Regions from separate parts of the Sus scrofa genome. Here region 1 is linked to region 2. A link is a contact called in public HiChIP or PLAC-seq data. All regions are on one chromosome and are shown on one strand. Each heading gives the region's core, a stretch centred on a gene start, on an enhancer-like site or on the middle of the called end of the contact. The rest is flanking DNA. Distances are from core to core; before and after follow the strand shown.

Evidence for each region. HiChIP or PLAC-seq counts read pairs in DNA pulled down with a chosen protein or histone mark.
Region 1: an H3K27ac HiChIP or PLAC-seq map of skeletal muscle shows a contact between it and region 2. The contact joins two enhancer-like sites. A contact is called at or near these places in 3 of 47 Hi-C or Micro-C datasets (embryonic fibroblasts, heart right ventricle and skeletal muscle) and 1 of 2 datasets of contacts at active chromatin or transcription factors (skeletal muscle).

What each region holds. Positions count from the first base shown.
Region 1 is chr10:41,720,190-41,724,047 of Sscrofa11.1, forward strand. All of the region lies in intron 12 of ZNF438 (zinc finger protein 438), which reads right to left. Among named protein-coding and RNA genes, the nearest start is that of ZEB1, 290 kb to the right of the region's middle. Within about 2 kb of position 2,557, at least 25 of the 83 cell types and tissues checked have an H3K27ac peak or open chromatin away from gene starts, as enhancers often do. A contact at or near this core is called in skeletal muscle, where this site is marked.
Region 2 is chr10:41,605,054-41,608,633 of Sscrofa11.1, forward strand. All of the region lies in intron 15 of ZNF438 (zinc finger protein 438), which reads right to left. It also overlaps the pseudogene LOC100519509. Among named protein-coding and RNA genes, the nearest start is that of ZEB1, 410 kb to the right of the region's middle. Within about 2 kb of position 1,613, at least 68 of the 83 cell types and tissues checked have an H3K27ac peak or open chromatin away from gene starts, as enhancers often do. A contact at or near this core is called in skeletal muscle, where this site is marked.

The DNA of each region.
Region 1 (3,858 bases), core at 1,307-3,806, 120 kb after region 2:
GTCTTCTCCGGGCTCTCTGTCTCCTGTCCCTCTTACACTTGAAAGCACTTCAAGTTAAAGAAACTTGGAATAATAAAGCTGCCAGTTTTCAAGTGTGACCTCTCCCGCTCCACATGGAAATGTTCTTTCCTCTCTAACTCTCCCTCCTCTGGTGCCAGACTAAAGGCTCCACTGGTTGGGAGGATGGTGTGGGGAAGGGAGTCGGAGGGAGTCATCTCATTCCAAATGCACTTGGAGAGTTTAAGGAACAGCAAGAAAGCAACTGTGGCTACAGTCCAATGAGCAAGATGGATTGTAGGAGGAGAAAAAGGCAGCAGGCACAACAGGCAAGGCCTACAAGAACACGCTGAGGCTTACAGATTTATCCTAAGTGTGATGGGTAAACACTGAAGGGCTTCGAACAGAAGAATGATGGTAAGTTTTAACATTAAAAGAAAACAAAACAGGGGGTTCCTGTGGTGGCGCAGTGGTAATGAACCTGACTAGTATCCACGAAGATGCAGGTTTGATCCCTGGCCTGGCTCACTGGGTTAAAGGATCCGGTGTTTCCATGAGCTGTGGTGTAGATCACACATGCAACTCAGAACTGGCGTTGCTGTGGCTGCGGTGTAGACAGCAGCTACAGCTCCAATCCGATCCCTAGCCTGGCAACCATCATATGCAGCAGGTGAGGCCCTAAGAAAAAGAAAAACAAAACAAAAACTCCCAACACTTTTGCTCTGACAGGGAACAGTGACTGGAAGGAGAAAGGGAAGGTGGGTGAGAAGACTGTTACGATTACCTAGGTAACTGAGGATGGTGATTTTAAGATATTAGGGTAGTAGTTGACGACGGGGGGACAGAAGCCAAGGGAGATGTGGGATATATTTTGAAAGGAACACATCCTAACCTTACTGATAGGCTGGAGGTGGGTTAAGAAGGCAAGTGAAAAGTCAATGATGAGTTCTAGTTTTTGGCCCAAGTAACTGAGTGGACCATTTACTGAGCGGAAGAAGGAGGAGGTAGGAAGAGGTTTGCGGAAGGGAGTTGAAAAGCCTACTGCAGATATGCTGAGTTTGAAATGTTTTTTAGACTTTGGAGATGATTTAGAATGGAGATGATGAATAGGCAGACAGAGATAGGAGGCTGTGGCTCATAAGAGGGATCAGGGTAAAGAAATAAATTGGGGAACTACTTAGTATTTCACAGTGAGGGAAAAGAATCTGGAAAAAGCACAGATATATAAGTATAACTGAATTATTTGCTGAAACTAACACAACGTCCTCCATCAATCATATGTCCATTTAAAAAAAGAATGAAAATAAAACAAATAAAAATAAATAAAACACCTAAAATTCCCGATTTTTGGGAGGGGGGGGTGGTGGAAAGAAAGGAATAGGCATTCCTGTTGTGGCTCAATGGGTTAAGGACCTGACATACTGTCCACGAGGATGTGGGTTCAATCCCTGGCCTCACTCAGTGGGTTAAGGATCTGGCATTGCCACAAGCTGTGGTGTAGGTCACAGATGTGGCTTAAATCTGGTGTTGCTGTGGTTGTGGTGTAGGCGGACAGCTGCAGCTCCAATTCAACCCCTACCTAGCCTGGAAACTTCCATATGCCATGGATACAGCGGGTGGGCGGCTGGGAAGAAAGAAGGAAGGGAGGGAGGGAGGAGCTGAGGAGGAAGGATGACATTTAAAATTAGGGATATAGGAGTTCCCGTTGTGGCGCAGGGGAAACAAAGCCAACTAGGAACCATGAGGTTGTGGGTTCGATCCCTGGCCTCGCTCAGTGGATTGAGGATCCAGCATTGCCATGAGCTGTGGTATAAGTCACAGATGTGGCTCTGATCCTGCATTGCTGTGGCTGTGGCATAGGCTGGCAGTCATAGCTCCAATTCGACCCCTAGCCTGGAAACCTCCATATGCTGTGGATGTGGCCCTAAAAAGCAAGAATTAAAAAAATAAAAAATAAAATAAAATTAGGGATATATGAGATCACAGCGAGAGTAACATAGATGACAGCCCGAGACTGAGCCCTGAAGAACGTCAACTTTCAGAGCCTATGAAGAATAGGGGACATCAAAAGAGACTTTGGAAATTTTATGTGTATCTTATGCTTCCAAGTGTAAGAGGGACAGCGAATGAGAGCCACAGAAAGACATAGGTAGAACTGACGAGGAAAAGTTACCCAGAGAGGTTTCTGTCCAGTATAACGAGCACTGTGAGTAAGCTGGCACCACTCTTAGGCTTCCTTCAAAAGCAGCTGGAATTATTTGATATCTACAAACTACAAGATCCATCGCTGGCCATCATAATCTCCTTCAAAAACCACCTTTCAAAGTCACGTGCCACTCCACTTCTGACTCCTGACCTGCTGATGGAGTCTAGAGCTGCGTTTCACGTGCCAGCTGCTCAATTACTCCTGCCCTGGCCCCTGGCATGGGTCCTGGCTTCTGAATCCAAGTTCTCACCCCCACTAACAACTTGGATTGCCCAGTGCTGACCAGGAGGTGCGCTGAGATCATGTTCCCCCGGGCTGCCAAGAGTTCCTGGCGCGTGGTCAAGGCAGCACACAGGGAGTGAGTGTTCCGCAATTAATCAGGTGACAGAGAACAACTGACATGCTCGGGGACCAGAGGATGAGCCAGAGTGAGGCAGCAACGCGGAGCGGGAGACAGCGCTCCAGGCCTGTCACCCCAGGAGAACCTGTTCTGGGTCCCCCAGGGCAATGAGACCTCCTTTCACCCAGAACACTGGAAGTTCTTAAGTTTACCATGTGCATGTGTCCAAGGATGCAGGATTCCCTGGATGCTGGTAACCTTAGGAACCAAAAAGTGGGTTCTGCACGCCCTTGGGGTGGCCTGGGGACATCTGTGTCCCTCTCTGCCACATCTATGATGGAAACTTCAAACTATCCCATAGGTGGTTAACGAGCCTGACTAGTATCCATGAGGATGCAGGTTCGATCCCCAGCCTCACTCAGTGGGTTGGGGGTCTGGCGTGGCTATGGCTGTAGCATAGGCCGGCAGCTACAGCTCCAATTTGACCCTTAGCCTGGGAACCTCCATACACCTCAGTGCAGCCCTAAAAAGACAAAAAAAAAAAAAAAAAAAGGAAAAGATAAAAAGAAAGTGCCTGGTAGTACCTATTAGCTCTTCTCCTTTATACTTTAGGTGACCATAAAATGACAGCCAGTCAGCTGAACGGTAAAGCATGTTTCCAAAGTCTCAAACAACAATTTGAAAGCCCTGCAAGCACAGAAGTAGAATAAAAGGCTCTTTAATTTGTTTTTTGTTTTTTTGAACATGTGAACTATTACATGATCAATGGAGTTGGAACTTGTCCTGAAAAAAAATGCTCCCTCCCTTTTTCTAAACTTTCCTGCCAAGGTTAACACAATTATGCTCCATGATGAAGAAGCAAAGATGTAAATTCTACTGACATGAGATGGATAACATCAATTCTGAATAAGTATCATCAAGCAAAAGAGAATTCTCCAAAATTTTTCTGCAAGAGTCATTCGGGCCCATGTCTGCTGTTTAAAATGTTTATATCCTTTAAGCAGACTGTATTTCTATTTCCCTTTATGAAATTTAACGAAAATCCTTAAAGTTGGCAACAGCAGCAGGAAACCATTTATAAGGCCAGCATGGCTATTTTACTTTTATTAACGAAAAGTTATGTAATAGTTGCGGCAAACTGCAGAGTTCTCTTTTATAGTCTTTTAATATTTATAGAAATTTCAGAGAGTTATACGGCCAGAGTTCATTTTGGAAAGTGAGAGTTTCAATTATCAGACAGCAATCAATTATTCTAGCTCAGCTACCGCAATGGCTATTTAAGAGTTGCGCTCATCTTTATTCATGTTTTTTAACA
Region 2 (3,580 bases), core at 363-2,862:
TCAGCCCTACATCAAGCATTTCTCTGGTTTCACAAAACACACCCTAAAAGACCTAAAAGGCTCAAACTGTTTCCAAGTGTCTTAGCTGTGTTTTTAGAACAAAGCTCAAGAATATTTATAGAAAGACAAAAATATCCATCGCCCAACAAAGTAAAATTCAGGCTGTTTGACATCTAATAAAGAATTGAGCAAGTAATACAAAGAGGCAGGAAAATATGAGCCATAGTGTAGAAAATAGTAAGAACCGACCCTGAACTGACGACGATGTTAGAATTAGCAGCCAAGGTCTATTATGTATGTAGCTGTATTTTATATGTTCAAAAAGTTAAGTATAGACAAGAAAGATAAAAAAAGGCCCACATAAAAATTTCCAGATATAAACTATAATATAGAAGATAAAGATTACAATGCATAGGATTGTAAGCACATTAGACATGTCAAAAAAAGGTGGAGTGGCTATATCAGAAAAAGCAGATTAAAAAGTGAAGACTATTACCAAACATTTATAATTTCATAATTAAAAAAGGACAACTCATTCAAAGGACATAAAAATCCTAAATATTTATGTCCCTAATAACTGAGCTCCAAAATATATAAAGCAAGAACGGACAGAACTGCAAGGAGAAATACAGAATAATTAATAATAATAAAAGCAGTGGAGAGAAAATCACTAAGGACTCTGGGGATTTGAATGACCCTATAAACCAACTTGATCTAATTGACAGTTACAGAACATTCCACCCAAAACAACAGATTCCACATTGTTTGCAAATGCACATGACATCTTTTATTAAGACACCATATTCTGGGTCATAAAAACAAGACTCAATACACTTAAGAGGGTTCAAATCATATAAGGTATGTTCTCTGACCTCAGTGGAATAAAAGAAGCCAAAATAACAGAACTATATCTGGAAACTCTCTGAACATGGGTTGACTAAATCACGCACCTATAAATAACCTATGGGTCAAAGGAGAAATCAAAAAGAAAATTAGAATGTGTTTTGAACTGAATGAAATGCAAACACAACCTACCAAAATGTGTGTGATTCCATCAAAGCAGTACAGAGGGGGAAATTTAGAGCACTGAGCATCTACATGAGAAAAGACCTATTGGAGTGGCAAGTAAGAAAGTGGCGAGTAAGGAAGCATTGGCTCTTCTCGGGCTGCCTTCCCTGTTCAGGCCCTGGCCCTGGGCTTTTGTGTGCACAGAGCAGCAGCCGCCGCTGCTCCTTGCGGGGCCGCCTGACCCCAGATGCTGTCAGGCTTGTCCGGTGTCCGCCGTTAACCTCGCCGCGCGGCGGCCGAAGAGCGGGGCCGGGCGGGGCCAGCGGGCCGGGCCGGGCCGAGCGGGCAGGAGCGCCCCCGGGGTGGGGTGGGGTGGAGGCGGGGAGTCCCGCGGGGGTGGGGGGAGGGCCAGGGCGCGGAGTCGCGGAGGTGGGGTCACTGGTGTTGGCTCCGGGTGGAGGCCGGCCGCGAGGGGAAGGAGGCCGTGGGGGCGGCTCAGCGGAAGCCGCTCGAGTTGCGGAGCCGCGGCAACTCCGGGGGCCGGGGCCAGGGCTTTCCGGGCTTTGGTAAAGCGGCCACGGGCCTCATCTTCCGGCGGTCGCCAGAGTTTGTAATGATTGTTGCTGCCGCCGCCGTCACTGCCCCGGTTGCCATCTCCTCCTCCTCTTCCTCCTGGGCCGGGCGGATCCCCTCCCCGCTACCGCCTCCTCTTGGGCTGGGTCCGTGCTGTCTCCTCCCCTGGCGGAGCCGCTCCTGCAGCCGCCTCCTCATTCATCCTCGTGCAACATAGGCGGCACAGGCGCCAGGATGTCCAACCCAAGTGGTCTGCTGGGAAGCAGTCGCACGGGGGGGGGGGGGGAGGGGGGAGGGGAAGCTGGTACACAGTCTCAGGCCGAATGCACAGCTAGAAGGTTGGCTTTCACAAGTACAGTCAACAAAAAGACCTGCTGCAGCCACTGCTGCACCCCATGCTGGATATTCCTACCGTGGGTCTCATGCTGCTCATGCTTCAAACAAGTGGATCCATCTATTTCCTGGAGCATTTTCATCCTTGGGCCTTCTCATCATGTGTCCCTTTCTCAATGTGCACTTTTCAGTGTGTGTGTGTGTGTGCATGACACCTCTGTATGATCTTGGTACTGACCAAAAGATTTACAGAGAACTATGGAAGAAAGGAATGTTTGAACGCATGTCTCTGCAGACAGATGAAGATGAACACAGTATTGAAATGCATTTGCCTTATGCAGCTAAAGCCATGGAAAGCCATGGATGAGTTTACCATTATTCCTGTGTTGGTTAGAGCTGACTGAGTCAAAAGAACAGGAATTCAGAAAACTCTTCAGTAAATATCTAGCGGATCCTAATAATCTCTTTGTGGTTTTTTTTTTCTGATTTCTGCCAGTGGGGGTCAAAGGTTCTGTTACAGTTACTATGATGAATCCTAGGGGGAGATTTATAGATCCTGTGAACATCTAGATAAAATGGGTATGAGTATTATAGAACAATTAGACCCTTTCACTTGAAGAAATACCATCATACTATAATGTGGAAGACATCCCATTTGGGTATTATTAAGTGCTATCACAGAGCTACAGAAGAATGAACATGAGCTTCTCCTTTTTGAATTATGCCCAGTCAAGCCAGTATAGAAACTGGCCAGACAGATCAGTGAGTTAAGTAGCTGGAGCAAAGCTCTGAATCCTCAGGGATGCCACCTGCACAGACTCATTCTCTGTCCAGGGCCCCAACTGAACCCTTACCAAGATACTGGTCCTGGTTCGGGGGAATTCTGAAACTCAAACTAATAGAATTTTCTTCTCTTCTTTTTTAGTAGGTATCCTTAATTTCAGCTCATTAAAACAGTGCTTTATAGTTTAGAGCAGTGGAAGGAAGGCTGGCCTCAAAATATTTTGATCAAAAAAGGCAATGTAAAGGACCAGTTGTGGCTGTCAGTTTTTTGAAAGTAACTTGTTCTCATTTGTTTGCTTGTTTTATTTTGTTTTTGTCTTTTTTAGGGCTGCACCCACAGCATATGGATGTTCCCAGGCTAGTGGTCAAGTCGGAGCTGTAGCCGCTGGCCTACGTCACAGCCACAGCAACGCCAGATCTGAGTAGAGTCTGCGGCCTATACCACAGCTCATGGCAACGCCAGAGCCTTAACCCACTGAGCGAGGCCAAGGATTGAATCTGCATCCTCATGGATACTAGTCAGATTTGCTTCTGCTGAGCCATGATGGGAACTGCTGAGAGTAACTTGTAAAGCATTTACATATCCTAAATTTGCACTCTTTGCAGATGTGTGTGCCTATACTCCTCTTTCAGAATAGTTTTGCAAATTGTACACAAACAAAAAGGGTGGAAGCTTTTTAATAAAGAAATTGTATTTATAAATGATCTGTATTAGAATATAATAAATCTCCAGTTATGGTCAATTACTACCCATGTTGTACAACAGATACCTTCTATTTTAGTTGCTAATAAAGGGCTACACAACTAAAAAAAAAAGAGAAAAGACCTGTTCTCAAGTCAATGACCTCAATTTCCACCTTAAAAACTAGAAAAGTTCATTTAA